3 separate regions of the Mus musculus genome follow, and all the other regions are linked to region 1. Evidence: chromatin contacts called from public Hi-C and HiChIP or PLAC-seq data. All regions are on one chromosome and are shown on one strand. The core of a region is the stretch at or near the end of the contact, and the rest is flanking DNA. Distances in the headings are between cores, read along the strand shown. Region 1 overlaps Gm41190 (a long non-coding RNA gene). Region 2 has its middle 34 kb from the start of Nefm. Region 3 holds the start of Nefm (neurofilament, medium polypeptide).

Region 1 (4,383 bases), core at 119-2,618:
CAAGGCTGGTGTTCAGATCTTTGTGTGGGTTTGTGGGAACAGTAGGAGGTAGATATTGAGACAGGAATTTGCAATAATTGTAAAAGAGACAAGAGTTTAAATCACTGGAGAAGAAAAGACAACACAGCAAGTACACCGGGCAAGAACACAAATTCTGTTAAGGTGCAAGCAAGCCCAAGGAAAAGCACAGAGTCCATGGGGGAGATTAGGTTTTGTTATGCAAACTCAGCTGTTTCTAAGGAGAATGGATTAAGTTAATGAGATATGCAAATTTGCTAAATTACTCTGCAAATTAGAGAGAAAAGAATTCAAGTCAGTTTTTGTTTTTAAAATAAGAGGGGAAGCCTCAAGGTGGCTCAGCTGGTAAAGGTGGCTGAGCTAAGCCTCAGGCCCTGAGTTCGATTTCCAGGACCCACAGTGTGGAAGGAAGGGTTCCTACAAGCTGCCTTCTGACTTTCACAGGCATGTTATGGCATGCAGGTACCAACACACAAATAAATAATGTATAATAATAAATGAGTTAGAAATGAATAGGTGTGAGATTATAAAAGAATTGAAATCAGAGACAGCCTTGGAGGGAAATTAGAAAAATATTCCAAAAAAGGAAATTTGAAGTTGTAGAAGTTCAAGATTCATTAATGTTTTCTTTGTGGCTCTATCAGCCTGGCATAGGGTAGAGGCGTGGTCAGTTCTCAAGAAGCAATTCATTTCTACTTTGAGTTATTCGGTGCAGTTAAAAGACAATCTTTATCAGATACACTAGACCAGGACATGGGAAATTAGATTTCAAGAATGGACACAAAAATTGTCTGGAGGATTCCCCGTATCCCTAGGGGCAGGAAGGCTCCAGTCGGCCTCTGTTACATAGTACAGACAGGCACCAAGGAGGCACGTGGACAAAACACATTAGAATCCAGCTAGCTAGGCTCCTAGGCAAGTCATCAATGTTTACCCACATGTTGACATGCACACATATGCCTCTGCAGTTACACATCCTATTCAAAATCAGAGTGATGGTCCCATTGAGATGCTCCTTGTGAACCATCTTTCCTGTCTCCACGTCACTACTCTTCTACATTTATTGTCATGTTTAGACACAAGATGTTGCTTTGCTGTATGTGCCCAAATGCTACAGAAAATGATAGCTTTGATTTTATAAGTCTTTTGCGATGGCTGAGTCATTGCAAGAAGATAAGGGAAGCTTAAAAATATTTTCATGGTATACATAAAAATAAATCAGTAGGGCTTTTTCTATTTAAAAAAAAAAATCAATATTGCAGAGCAGACCTTTTGTGCATTCTGCAGGCTGCTGCTATCAAATTTTCATGTAGCCTTGTGAGTCCCAGGGGAAGCTCTGATTCATGCTGCAGATACTGCAGAGATGTGGGTGTGGTTTCCAATACAGAGGCTAGCTGCCTATGAATATTCATAGACACATTCTAGGTAAAATCCTCTAATGGTTTTCTGGGAACAGTGAAAATAGCAACAGTAAATTGCAAGCTAACCAGATACAAGCAGTTAAGGCTGGCAGGATGCTGCCGACTCCTCTAAAAATGGATCTAAGCAACTGCCAGACCCCAAACCTTCACCACAGAGAAAGTCACTCCTGAATTAATCTCCTTCCAAATAAGAAAAAATGTTATCAAAAAGAAGGGGTAAGAAATAAGAACGGAGGGAGACAGAACCTAACGAGCCCACCTCCAGTGGATGGATACACAGGGTCCTCAGTGGAGGCATGGGGACACTAACCCACCTTCAAAATTTTTGACCCAGAATTGTTCCTGACTAAAATACAACCATCTCTAATGAGATCTGAAGCCCCCTTCTGGTGTGTCTGAAGACAGTGACAGTGTAGTCACATAAATAAAGTAAATAAATAAATCTTAAAAATAAAATGTGATTTAAAAAACTGCAGGGACAAAAGTGAAGCAGAGACTGAAGGAATGACTGAACAGTACCGGACCGACTTGGAATCCATCCCATGGGCAGGCATTAAACCCTGACGTTATTGCTGATGCTATGTTGTACTTGCAGACAGGAGCTTAGCATGGCTGTCGTCTGAGAGGCTCTACCAGAAGCTGAGAGAGACAGGTGCAGATTCTTACAGTCAAGCATCGGACTGAGGTTGGAGACCCCTGTGGAAGAGTTAGGGGAAGGATTGAAGGAGATAAAAGGGATGGCAACCCCATAGGGAGAGCAACAGTGTCAATTAACCTGGACCCCTGGGAGCTCCCAGAGGCTGAGTCACCAACCAAAGAACATACACTGGCTGGTCCAGGGCCTCAGGCACATAGGTAGCAGGGGACTGACCTGTCTGGCCTCCATGGGAGAAGATGCTCCTAATCCTGTAGAAACTTGATTCCCTAGAGAAGGGGGATGGGGGAAGTAACCTCTCAGATGCAAAGGGGTGGTGGAGAGCTCTGGGAGGGGGGAACCAGGAGGCAGGGCAAAAAAGAAAAAATCATGTAATGATCAAACAATGCTCAAACATGGTGTCTGAAACTGGTTATTTCTAGATTCCCAGGAAGAATTTTGAAACTCTGATAGTCTCAAACTTCCTTTGCATATGATTTAGTTTCACAAAATTGTACACTTACAAGTGCCTTAAATTTTATCTCAATAACGAGCTGACCTTTGTACAAATTGGGCAAAGACATTATTACATAAAGAAAGCCAAAAGACACTCAAATTCCAAATCTAAAATTTACAACCACTGATAGTATGAGCTAATGATTTATCTACGGCCTAAATAAATTTATTCACACCAATTTATATTTGTTGAGGTTTCATATGTTGCTCGGTGATAGAGTAATTACAATACCCTGTTTGTCACTTCATGGAGCTGGTTCTTTCTTTCCACTTTTTCCTGGGTTCCTGGGATTGAACTCAGGCTGCCAGGCTTTTGCAGCAATCACCTTTGCCCTCTGTGCCCTATCACAGGCCCTGGAGGACAGGTTTTTGAACAGGAAAGAGAAGTAATACTAAATCGGATATGCATTAATAGATGGCAGGGTAATCTAAGCACGAGAAGCAAGGAATGTCACCTTTCCCAGTGGCGGGGGAACTACTTACTTCAAAATAGTAAAGGTGGGTTCTTCCATCATTACTGATGGGCTAGAAGTAAACCTCAAAAACTACTACCATTGTTAGCATTTTAATAATATTACTTCCTGGATAAAAAGTCTAATTGATGATGTTATTTCACTCATTTAAGACAGAAAAGTTTCTCGTTGACTAATTAAGATAGCCAAGAATTATATTCCACATGAGACACATCAAAATAGTATGTTTAGGCAAGCATACACCAATTAAGAGAAATGTTTTAGAAGCAGCCATCAAGAGCTTGGGGCAGATGCTATAAACCCTTGTCCCTCAAGCCTTCTGTAGCCCACATCCTTCTGAGCATTTGCAGGTAGGATTTACTCAAGCCTTCTGTGCTCATATGGGGGCATCTGTTTTGTGTAGAACTGGTCCCATAAGTTGTCTCACTAGGGGTAAGATTATACTGTGTTGTAAAAGACCACAGTATTTCTACAATTGTATCATTTAGAATCATGTTGTTTTAGAACAAATTTCTATGCCCTAGTTCAGGGCTAGCTGAGCAGTATGAATGGCTGAGCTTAGGATACTCAGGTGTACCAACCTCCTTGGTCTCTACAAGCTCTGTGATGTAACACTGGCCACTTAACTCCCTGACTGTTAGTCACTTCCTTCATACACTTCTTGGGCACCCGGTCTTATTATATAGCTAAGGCTGGCCTGGAACTCCCCTGGCTCTTTCTCTAGAACTTCAGTGATAAAATTACATAGATTGTTTGCATGCTGAGAGGGTTAAATAAGAAAATAAATAAATGTGGCTAGAGACTCCAAACATCTTAAGTTATTTTCCTGAATGTTGGTTCTGAATATGTCCCATGTCTTTGTCTCCTAAGACAAAGACAAATGTGATAACACAGGATTCAACCCTTATGTGATGACTGAAGAAGGCTATAGGGAAATGAAAATAAATGTGTCAAATATCCAATGGCTTAGTGAGGAGACAGACATGTCAGTACAGCCAATATAGAAAGAGTCAGTCCCACCAGGGTAGTCCAGACAAGTGATCTGTGACTTGGATGACAAGATTTCAGGTAGGTCACAGAGGCATAACATCTGTGAAATTGTCCTATAGGAATCAGGGAGACAGTGAAAATTAAAAATTTCAGTAGCAATAAATTAAGGTACGGGAAGGTATGAGGAAGGCCAGGTGGATACCTAAGCAACGGAAGCAAATATCTCATGGCATTTCCCTAGCCATATTCAATTTTAATTAACAATTTTTCTTTTATTTTCTTTTTGGTACTGAGAATCAAATTTGGAGGCTCTCACGTGTTTGGATAATGT
Region 2 (4,897 bases), core at 662-3,161, 290 kb after region 1:
ATATTAGCCCAGAATCTTAGAATACCCAAGATACAATTTGCAAAACACATGAAACTCAAGAAGAAGGAAGACCAAAGTGTGGATACGTCATTCCTCCTTAGAATAGGGAACAAAATATCCATGGAAGGAGTTACAGAGACAAAGTTTGGAGCTAAGATGAAAGGATGGACTATCCAGAGACTACCCACCGGGGGATCCATCCCATAATCAGCCACCAAACCCAGACACTATTGCATATGCCAGAAAGATTTTGCTGAAAGGACCCTGATATAGCTGTCTCTTGTGAGACTATGCCAGTGCCTGGCAAATACAGAAGTGGATGATCACAGACATCTATAGGATGGAACACAGGGCCCCCAATGGAGGAGCTAGAGAAAGTACCCAAGGAGCTGAAGGTGTCTGCAACCCTATAGGTGGAACAACAATATGAACTAACCAGTACCCCCAGAGCTTGTGTCTCTAGCTGCATATGTAGCAGAAGATGGCCTAGTCGGCCATCACTGGTAAGAGAGGCCCCTTGGTATTGCAAACTTTATATGCCCCAGTACAGGGGAACACCAGAGCCAAGAAGAGGGAGTGGGTGGGTTCGGGAGCAGGGCAGGGAGAGGGTATAGGGGACTTTCGGGATAGCATTTGAAATGTAAATAAAAAAAATATCTAATAAAAAATGGGAAAATCAAAGAGAATGCAGTGGCTGCTGGGAGTGGTTGGGGGTAGAAAGGTGAAGCAAGGTGAAGGGACTTTAGGTTAGGGAAGCTACTCTGTAATGGTGGGTGCATGAAATCTGCCTGGTGTCCTTCTAAACTTGTAGGATGTAGATGATATACCATCAGGAGTGAGACCTAATGTCCACTGTGGAGGATATGTAGAATGAGTTCACTAGCTGTTACAGGCGATCCACTCTGATGAGGGACACTGATATTAGGGAGACTGTTGATGTAGGAAGCAAGGGCTCTGGGGTAATCTCTGAAAGACTAGGGCAGATATACATGCAGCTGTCATCTTCCCCTGTGTGATGCCTAGCTTAATTGTGAGCTTGGTACACGCTAGAATCACCTGGGAAGAGCATCTCCATGGGCATGTCTGGGAAAGATGATCTTAAGTTCATTGATAGGGGAAGACCCAGTGTACTGTGGGCAAGCATCATTTCCTAGGCAGAAAAGAGGACTAACAAGATCAAGCCCAGAATAAATGGCCAAAAAAGGGTTTATCCATTCAAATGGCCAAAAGAGGGTTTATCCATTCATTTCTCTTTGTTCTTGTGAATGTGATATCACTAGTTGTTTAAAATTACTGCCTTGAGCTCCCCTCTAACGATGAACTATAGCCTGCATTATAAGTCTTTTCTCCTCCAAGTTGTTTTTTGTTGGGATATTTTATTGCAGCCACTGAAATGAAAATAGAACACTATGTCACCACTAAGACAGCTGTCATTACATTATGCCAATGACCTCTTGGCTGAAGTTCATCCAAAACACAAGCGATTACCTCCCTAGTAGAGTTGTGCAGTCTAGTCGTGTGTGTGTGTGTGTGTGTGTGTGTGTGTGTGTGTGTGTGTGTGTGTGTGTGTACCCACATGTCAATCTAGGTGAGAAAAAATAATAGCCAGTGTCAGCGAGCTCCTATAACACCTATAAGGAGTCTTCCCTAGAGATAAAGTTAATAACATCTGTTTCACTTGCCAATTTGGGAGACAGAACTGTGGCGCTATTTCCTGAAGCAGGAACAAATCGCCACCTCCCACAGGAATGATCCCCTTTCCCCGGAAACTGAGAAAGACAATCACAAAATTGTGGCACAAGAGTGGGCAGGAAAATGACTCAGGTATTGTGTCTTCTGTATTGTGTGATGCAAGGCATCACTCTGCAGATGGAGCTGGTGAGGTTATGTTAGGAAAATCCAAGTGTGCCTTGGCTCAGGACAGGACCTCTGACTGTGAGTATGAGGGCTTCCTTGCCTCACTCAAGATATGTAGCCTACTACATATCTTCCAATGTTCTTGATTACTACACTCCACTTAATAGACCAACTAACAACTTGATACACAGTTACTGTTCTTCCTCTGACCAACCAACCTATCTTTATTGAGATCTATGCTCAGGGATTGAGCACTGTGAGAGTTTTAATTGTCTACTTAACACAAGTTAGAACCACTTAGGAGTCTCTGTAAGGAATTGTCTCGGTCAGGTTGGTTGTGGGCATGTCTTGGGTAGAGGTTGTCTTGATTGCCTTAGTTGATATGGGAAGGCCCCATCTAAAAGTGGACGTCAGCATATTCTACTTTGGGGTCATGGACTATGTAAAGAGTAGGGCAAGCTTACTGAGTGTTGGGTTGGACACATTTATTCTCTCTCTGCTCTTGGATGTGACACAGCCAGCTGCCTTGACTTCTGGAATTCTGAGCCAAATAAACGCTTTCTCCCTCAGGTTGAATCTTATCAGGATATATTATCACAGCAGCAAAGGTGAAACTAGGCCAGTAGCTGAATAAACTAAAAGTCGGCTCTTAAGAGGCCCAGGACTTCCTCACTAATACCATTTTCTGCCAGCAGCCACAGCCTAGAAAACAGCAGCATTATCTATTTTGCAAGAGGTAAAATGAGTCAGAATAATTTAAGAGATAAATAGTAAAACATGCTAAACACTAAACTCAGGAAGTGCTCCTGCCAGGAGTAGCATTTTACTTGGTCATGGGAAATAAAATACAGTCTAAGAAAATCTCTACACAGGCAGGCAGCATGCCATTCATCTATTCTCTCTCTAGAAGGCGCCTCCTCCCAGAACCACACAGCACCAGTGGTACACTGCTGACTGGGAAACCCCAGCTCTCCAGAAAATCAAGGAGACCCATTCCATGTGGTATGTATTCAGTCACAGAACCTCCTGCTGACTGTATAAAAGTGAGCCCCTCTCACACGGTGGGGACATAGTTTAGTGGTAGAATATGGTTTTCTATCTTGAAAGGGACCATAGGTTTCATTCCTTAGCACCAGAGAACCATAGATGGGGTGGGATGATGGAAGAAGGGAGCAGGATTGGTGATAACACATAAAAATCATATTCTGAGCAATATCTAACAAGGCATGGAGTATTCTTCGCAACCATCCTTAACTCTGAGGAGAACCAACACAGGGGCAATGGGGACACAGTGGAATCAACAGAAAATAGGCCACAGGGAAGAGAAAAGCACTGCTCCAGAGAGGCTGTGGGTCAGACCTGATTGAGCATACTCATGAATTATGCAAAGATGCATATCCACGTATGCTGTTAGCAATGCACTTACTTATAATAAAAGAGAAGCAGAATAAATGTCATGAAAGCCTTCCCTGTAGTGTTTGCTCTCAGTGAACAACTTCCATCCTTTCCCAGGAAATCAAAGACCTAAATTTCAGGTATCGGACTTAGCCCCCAGCCCATAGGAAGTGTTTGATTTTCATTTTTTACTCCTTCCTCTGCCCTCAAGACCACACCTCTCTCCTATTAATACTCATTCAAATTAGTTGGGTAATTTCTTACACGTGCACGTGTCATTGTAAAATGTAGCTTTATGTGTCTACTACATAGGTTCAGTTTACATGAATTCTGTGCTTTACAATTTGCTGTAATTCTTGTTTCTTTTTGTCAGGTCCCATGATGTGTAGCTGTTACATGGTCTCACAGATCTGTACAGTATTCCACCAAATTCAATCTCTTCTTTACATCTCTCTGTCCCACTAGTTACATTGCACGGTTACATGGCTTCCATAAACTCCCCTATACCGAATTTCTGCAATGCTGTGAGCTTCTCTGTAGTAAACACCTCCAGACGGATCTGCTGCTGTGATGAAGACTTCTTATCAAAAGCAGCATTTCCTGGGGTGGAACTTATTTGTCTTACACTTCCAGGTCACATTCTATCACTGATAGAAGTCGGGGCAGAAGCTCAAGCAGGAACTGAAGCAGAAACCATGGAGGATGCTGTAGACTGCTTCACTCTTAGCTAGCTTTTTAACACAGCCCAAGACCCCCTGCTTAAGGAATAGCTCTGCCCACAGTGGGATGGAGCTCCCCCGTCTCAGTGAAAAAAACAAAGACAGTTCCCCCACAGACAGCCACAGGCCAATCTGACTGGGACAATTCTTCAAATGAGGTTCTCTTGTCCCAGGTGACTCCAGTATGTGTCACGTTAACAACAAAAATTACACTACTGCAATGCCTGTGGCCGTGTCCAAGCAGAAGATGAGGAGGCTAAGGGCACATGGCTTGGCCACCCACTTCACTGTGGGATCCCAAGAAGAAGTGATGGGATATATTGGTATTAGAAACCCAGAGGAGCCTTTGTTTTACACATGTGAGTCTCTGATTTGTATCTTCTAAAGTCTTACCCATTTCTCCGGAGGAATGCAGATGAAGAATCACCAGAAAAATGGATTCAAAAATAGAGAGAAGAGGAAACCTTAAATACAGGCTGTGGCTGATGAGTGTCCACCAGTGAATTTAACGGTCTGAAACAGTTGATTACTTGATAGAAGAGCAGCAGTCTCAGAAAACGTGCCTTGTGATGCTATCTGCATCCCTGGATCCTTTAACTATTATGTATCTTTATCACAGACCCATTAGTCAAGCGTCTATAAGACCTAAGGCTATCCACATTAGATTCTGGCTTAATTTGTCAAGGTCTTAAAGAGAACAGTTCTATTAGCAATGGCATTTTTAAATCACATAATAGAATTCAGCTGCAATAGCCAGAGGCAACCAGATACAACTACAGTAGTATAAAAAGCTTCCAGATAATATCTATTTTCATAAAAAAAATCTATCATCATGACCATTTCTCTCATTGTATGCACATTGAGATGTGCCAGGCAGTATCTCTTTCACCAAAGGCAACAGTCCTGTGTAACTACTTTTTTAAATT
Region 3 (4,368 bases), core at 638-3,137, 330 kb after region 1:
TCAGCAGATCAGATCCGCCTCATACCCAGCCCCCTCACCCTCCACCCCCGCAGCCCGCAATGCTGCAGTTTCACATTCGAGATCCAAAAGTTAACTCCTTAAACGAGCCTTTTTTCCTTTTAAAAACTCGCTTCTATCTTAAAATGTATGGGCTGGGAGCTTATAAAACTACAAAATCAAAGCCTCAGAAAGGGAGGCGTCTGTGATTACTTACTGATGACTACAACTCTGTCACATAATGAAGCAGAGGTTAGAGAATATATGCCCGAAAAGGTACAACAGTCTGCCTTCTCTGCTTCCAAGCGCTGGTTTATTCTGACCCACAGTAAGCATTTCACAACGCCCACTCCTTCCTGTGACACCCCCCACCCCACCCCCACCCCCACCCCCGCAGGACTGCAGTCCATCTCTCACTTTCTCTGTCAAGACTCTGAACTTTTTCACTCTGAATCTTCCCAAACTGTAATCCAAAATAGAAGGACATTTTCAGTTCAAATATACAGTCAAAGGAAACCCCTGTAGAATGTTTGTTTAAATAAGCATGCTTAAGGGATGGTGGGTCCAAATCGGTCATCAAAATCAACATAAGGAAATAGGTTGCGTTTTTAAATGGGGGCAGAGGGACCACCTGGCTTATTCAAGACTGAGATGAGGCTGTCCAGTTACCTTTCAATTAATTTAAAACTAATTCAGTTGCCCTGTCGGTTGTAACAGTACACGTAAGTAGTACCCAGACAGAAAGATGACTATGCAGTTTTCAAACTTAACATACACACTATCTCCCTGGGTTTTTTTTTTTTTTTCATCTCGGATTTCCCCTTCCCGGTGAGTAGTTGACCTTCAAATTTCAGGCCTTGTGTCTCCTCCTTCCCTAACATCCCTCACTTATTGGTAAAGTCAAACTGGGTTTCAAGTCTCTATTTTCCTTAACTGAGTTGAATGGCTTTTAGTTGATTTCAAAATCTGCAGTCTGTTCATTGTGCCAACTCTGCACTGTCTTAGTGTGGGATTTCCAGCTTGTTCCCTACAAACAAACAGCCCCTACAAACAGGTTTAATAGTATTCACTGGAGGAGATGAGCCAGAAGTGACCCTCCTCTGGACTCTGGTAGGCTGCGAACCCAGCAGAATCCCATGGGCACGCCTGGGCGCTGTCCTTGGTGCTGCCGGATCCTTGGGCGTCACAGCGCCTTACCTGCTGGAAGCTGCAGTCGTCCCCCAACAGTTAAGCAGACTGGAGTGCCACTTTCCACTTTTAACACAAATGACTACCCCGGCCTGTCTTCTTTGTCCCCTTTCCGGAGGTTTCCGGCGGGCCATTCCTCAAAAACTCTCTCTTTTTTTTCTTCTGCATAACTCTCAGCTCATCTCTTGCTGCTTTAAGACGAGGAGTGGGGGGGGGGGGAGACAAGAAAGACAAGGATGGATGGGGGAACAAAAAGAGAGTTGGGGGTTAAGGGGTGAAAGTCGAGGCTGCAAAGAAAAAAAGTCCCAGGGGAAAGGGCTTCAAGGGAAATGCCGGATGAAGAAAAAAAAAAAAAAGTAGAGGGAGAAGGGCCTCGTGGAGAGGTGGGAGGGGTGTGTGTGATAAAGAACAGCGGACCCTACGGCCAAAAGTAAGGAAGAAAGAGACTAAGAGGTAGGGGGCCAGACGAAAGTCAGGAAGCCAGAGAAGAGCTGCTCAGAGGGCCGAGAGTGGCGAGACAAAGAAAGGGCGCTGGGAAAGGGCACTTGCGCCAAAGCTGTGAACTGCAAACTGCTGGTGAAAAAGCAGAGAAGGGCAAGCTACCGGGTGACAAGAGGTCTGGAACTCAAGGGGACGCTAGGAAAAGGCCGGCCCGGCGACACCCAAGTGTGGGGTCCAGTGTGGTGCGGGCCCACGTGGAGCGGCCGCTGAATCACCGCAAGGCTTGTCTCCCCCTTCCCCCCACCCCCGGCCCGGTACCCGCAGTCCCCGCCTCCTCGGCCGCCGCCTCCACGGGGCGGGGCCCTGGCCCGGGACCAGCTGCTCCGCTATAAAGGGGCTGCGGCGAGGCCGGCAGAACGCTGTGACAGCCACACACCCCAAGGCCTCCAAGATGAGCTACACGCTGGACTCGCTGGGCAACCCGTCCGCCTACCGGCGGGTCACCGAGACCCGCTCCAGCTTCAGCCGCGTGAGCGGTTCCCCGTCCAGCGGCTTCCGCTCGCAGTCCTGGTCCCGCGGCTCGCCCAGCACCGTGTCCTCCTCCTACAAGCGCAGCGCGCTCGCCCCGCGTCTCGCCTACAGCTCGGCTATGCTCAGCTCGGCCGAGAGCAGCCTCGACTTCAGCCAGTCCTCGTCGCTGCTCAACGGCGGCTCCGGCGGCGACTACAAACTGTCCCGCTCTAACGAGAAAGAGCAGCTGCAGGGGCTGAACGACCGCTTCGCCGGCTACATCGAGAAAGTGCACTACTTGGAACAACAGAACAAGGAGATCGAAGCAGAGATCCAGGCACTGCGGCAGAAGCAGGCCTCGCACGCCCAGCTGGGTGATGCTTACGACCAGGAGATCCGAGAGCTGCGCGCCACCCTCGAGATGGTGAACCACGAGAAGGCTCAAGTGCAGCTGGACTCCGATCACTTGGAGGAAGACATCCACCGGCTCAAGGAGCGCTTCGAGGAGGAGGCGCGGCTGCGGGACGACACCGAGGCTGCCATTCGCGCGCTGCGCAAAGACATCGAAGAGTCGTCGATGGTTAAGGTGGAGCTGGACAAGAAGGTGCAGTCGCTGCAGGATGAGGTGGCTTTCCTGCGGAGCAATCACGAAGAGGAGGTGGCCGACCTGCTGGCTCAGATCCAGGCGTCGCACATCACGGTAGAGCGCAAAGATTACCTGAAGACAGACATCTCCACGGCGCTGAAGGAGATCCGCTCCCAGCTCGAGTGTCACTCAGACCAGAACATGCACCAGGCCGAAGAGTGGTTCAAATGCCGCTACGCCAAGCTCACCGAGGCGGCCGAGCAGAACAAGGAGGCCATTCGCTCTGCCAAGGAAGAGATCGCCGAGTACCGGCGCCAGCTGCAGTCCAAGAGCATCGAGCTCGAGTCGGTGCGAGGCACTAAGGAGTCCCTGGAGCGGCAGCTCAGCGACATCGAGGAGCGCCACAACCACGACCTCAGCAGCTACCAGGTAGGAACCGCGGCTGCGCGGCCGGCCTGCGCCAGCGCCAGCGCCGCGCGCCCCCGACACGACACTCGAGAGCGCGCCCAGAGGCCCTCTTGGTCGCGCTCCCTGGTGGCCGCATTCCAGTGCGCGCACGAGCTTCGCAGACGCGGGTTAGCCAAAGCCCAAGGTCTGTGCTCCGCCCCTCCTCCTTGTCCCACCCACTTGCCGCAACTACTTAGAAATTCCCATCTCCTTCAAAAACTTGCTTTCCTACGATAGATTTTACTGTAAAAGTAAAAAGGCACATTCTGGTCGTTGAGAAACACACCGTTTAATAAGCAGGAGCACAGATAGTCTCTTGTATTCCTGCCTCCTTCTTCGCTCCCCTTCCCCTCCCCCACCCATATCTCCACCCCTCCTCCTCACCCCCTTACTCTCCACTCCCCCCCCCCCCCGCCTCCAGCCGCGATGGGCGGAGCTCTCAAAGCTGGCTTCAGTCCAAAATTTGGGCGGGGATTGGGGGGGGGGCAAAGTCCGCTAGGGACCTTCCTCAGATTCCTCAGTGCTCCCTTCTAGGGGCATTCTAGGCTTGCCAGTCTCCGTGTGTGTTGTGCCTAGGAACTGTCTGGTTGATTTTTGTTGCTTTGTTTTGAATTTTACTATCATAAAAGAAGGAGGGATAGCTAGGAGGGATGTCTGCGAGGCTCATGGGACTGGCGGGGAAGGGGGAATTCCGGGGGTGGGTAGGAAAGGGCTCGGGGCAGGGAATAGCAAGTGTCTTGTGAAGGAAGTTTCTAGAGACTCCCTGTACCTTTCAGGACACCATCCAGCAGTTGGAAAATGAACTTCGGGGAACCAAGTGGGAAATGGCTCGTCATTTGCGAGAATACCAGGATCTCCTTAACGTCAAGATGGCCCTGGACATCGAGATCGCCGCGTACAGGTACAGGATCTCTGCAGACTTGGTCCAGACCCTACAGGCACTGCAGAGGCTGCTGCGAACAGCCTTCCCCACTTAAACCAAAGCTGGCCTAGTGAGACAGGCTCAGAGCCCTGACTCCCCAGCTCAGTTACGAACAGAATCCTAAGTATTACAGATACAGGTTTACCAACCTACTTCAGCTTTAAAGAGTGACTACGGAGAAGATCGGGGAGGAGGGTGGAACTGGGGGAGGGAACCAAAATATATTGTATGAAAAAGCCCAAATATGCACCAAAGAATAGTACTTTTGAGTTGCTGG

The links. A called contact is a pair of places that touch in the nucleus more often than the background predicts. HiChIP or PLAC-seq counts read pairs in DNA pulled down with a chosen protein or histone mark.
Region 2: a Hi-C map of the N1E-115 cell line shows a contact between it and region 1, with 2.6 times the contacts expected there. The contact joins two enhancer-like sites. A contact is called at or near these places in 3 of 39 promoter capture datasets (cranial neural crest, embryonic stem cells and liver), 4 of 484 Hi-C or Micro-C datasets (the N1E-115 cell line, cortical neurons, embryonic stem cells and 1 more) and 5 of 115 datasets of contacts at active chromatin or transcription factors (a beta-TC-6 cell line, embryonic basal ganglia, embryonic forebrain and 2 more).
Region 3: an H3K4me3 HiChIP or PLAC-seq map of forebrain shows a contact between it and region 1, with 5 times the contacts expected there. The contact joins the promoter of Nefm here to the enhancer-like site in region 1. A contact is called at or near these places in 7 of 39 promoter capture datasets (cranial neural crest, embryonic stem cells, liver and 1 more), 2 of 484 Hi-C or Micro-C datasets (embryonic stem cells and nephron progenitors), 8 of 115 datasets of contacts at active chromatin or transcription factors (astrocytes, cardiomyocytes, embryonic basal ganglia and 5 more) and 1 of 9 other capture datasets (embryonic stem cells).

The regions. Positions count from the first base shown.
Region 1 is chr14:68,448,571-68,452,953 of GRCm38.p6, reverse strand. All of the region lies in intron 2 of Gm41190 (a long non-coding RNA gene), which reads left to right. The region is part of intron 1 of Gm31227 (a long non-coding RNA gene); the gene reads right to left. Among named protein-coding and RNA genes, the nearest start is that of Gm41190, 11 kb to the left of the region's middle. Within about 2 kb of position 1,368, at least 21 of the 459 cell types and tissues checked have an H3K27ac peak or open chromatin away from gene starts, as enhancers often do. A contact at or near this core is called in the N1E-115 cell line, where this site is marked.
Region 2 is chr14:68,156,370-68,161,266 of GRCm38.p6, reverse strand. No RefSeq gene overlaps it. Among named protein-coding and RNA genes, the nearest start is that of Nefm, 34 kb to the right of the region's middle. Within about 2 kb of position 1,911, at least 4 of the 459 cell types and tissues checked have an H3K27ac peak or open chromatin away from gene starts, as enhancers often do. A contact at or near this core is called in the N1E-115 cell line, where this site is marked.
Region 3 is chr14:68,122,523-68,126,890 of GRCm38.p6, reverse strand. Nefm (neurofilament, medium polypeptide) reads left to right here and starts at 1,887. Exons shown (of 3, transcript NM_008691.2): 1 at 1,887-3,151; 2 at 3,946-4,070. The coding sequence starts at 2,078. A230070E04Rik (RIKEN cDNA A230070E04 gene) reads right to left here and starts at 3,139. Exons shown (of 3, transcript NR_045897.1): 1 at 2,063-3,139; 2 at 1,195-1,373.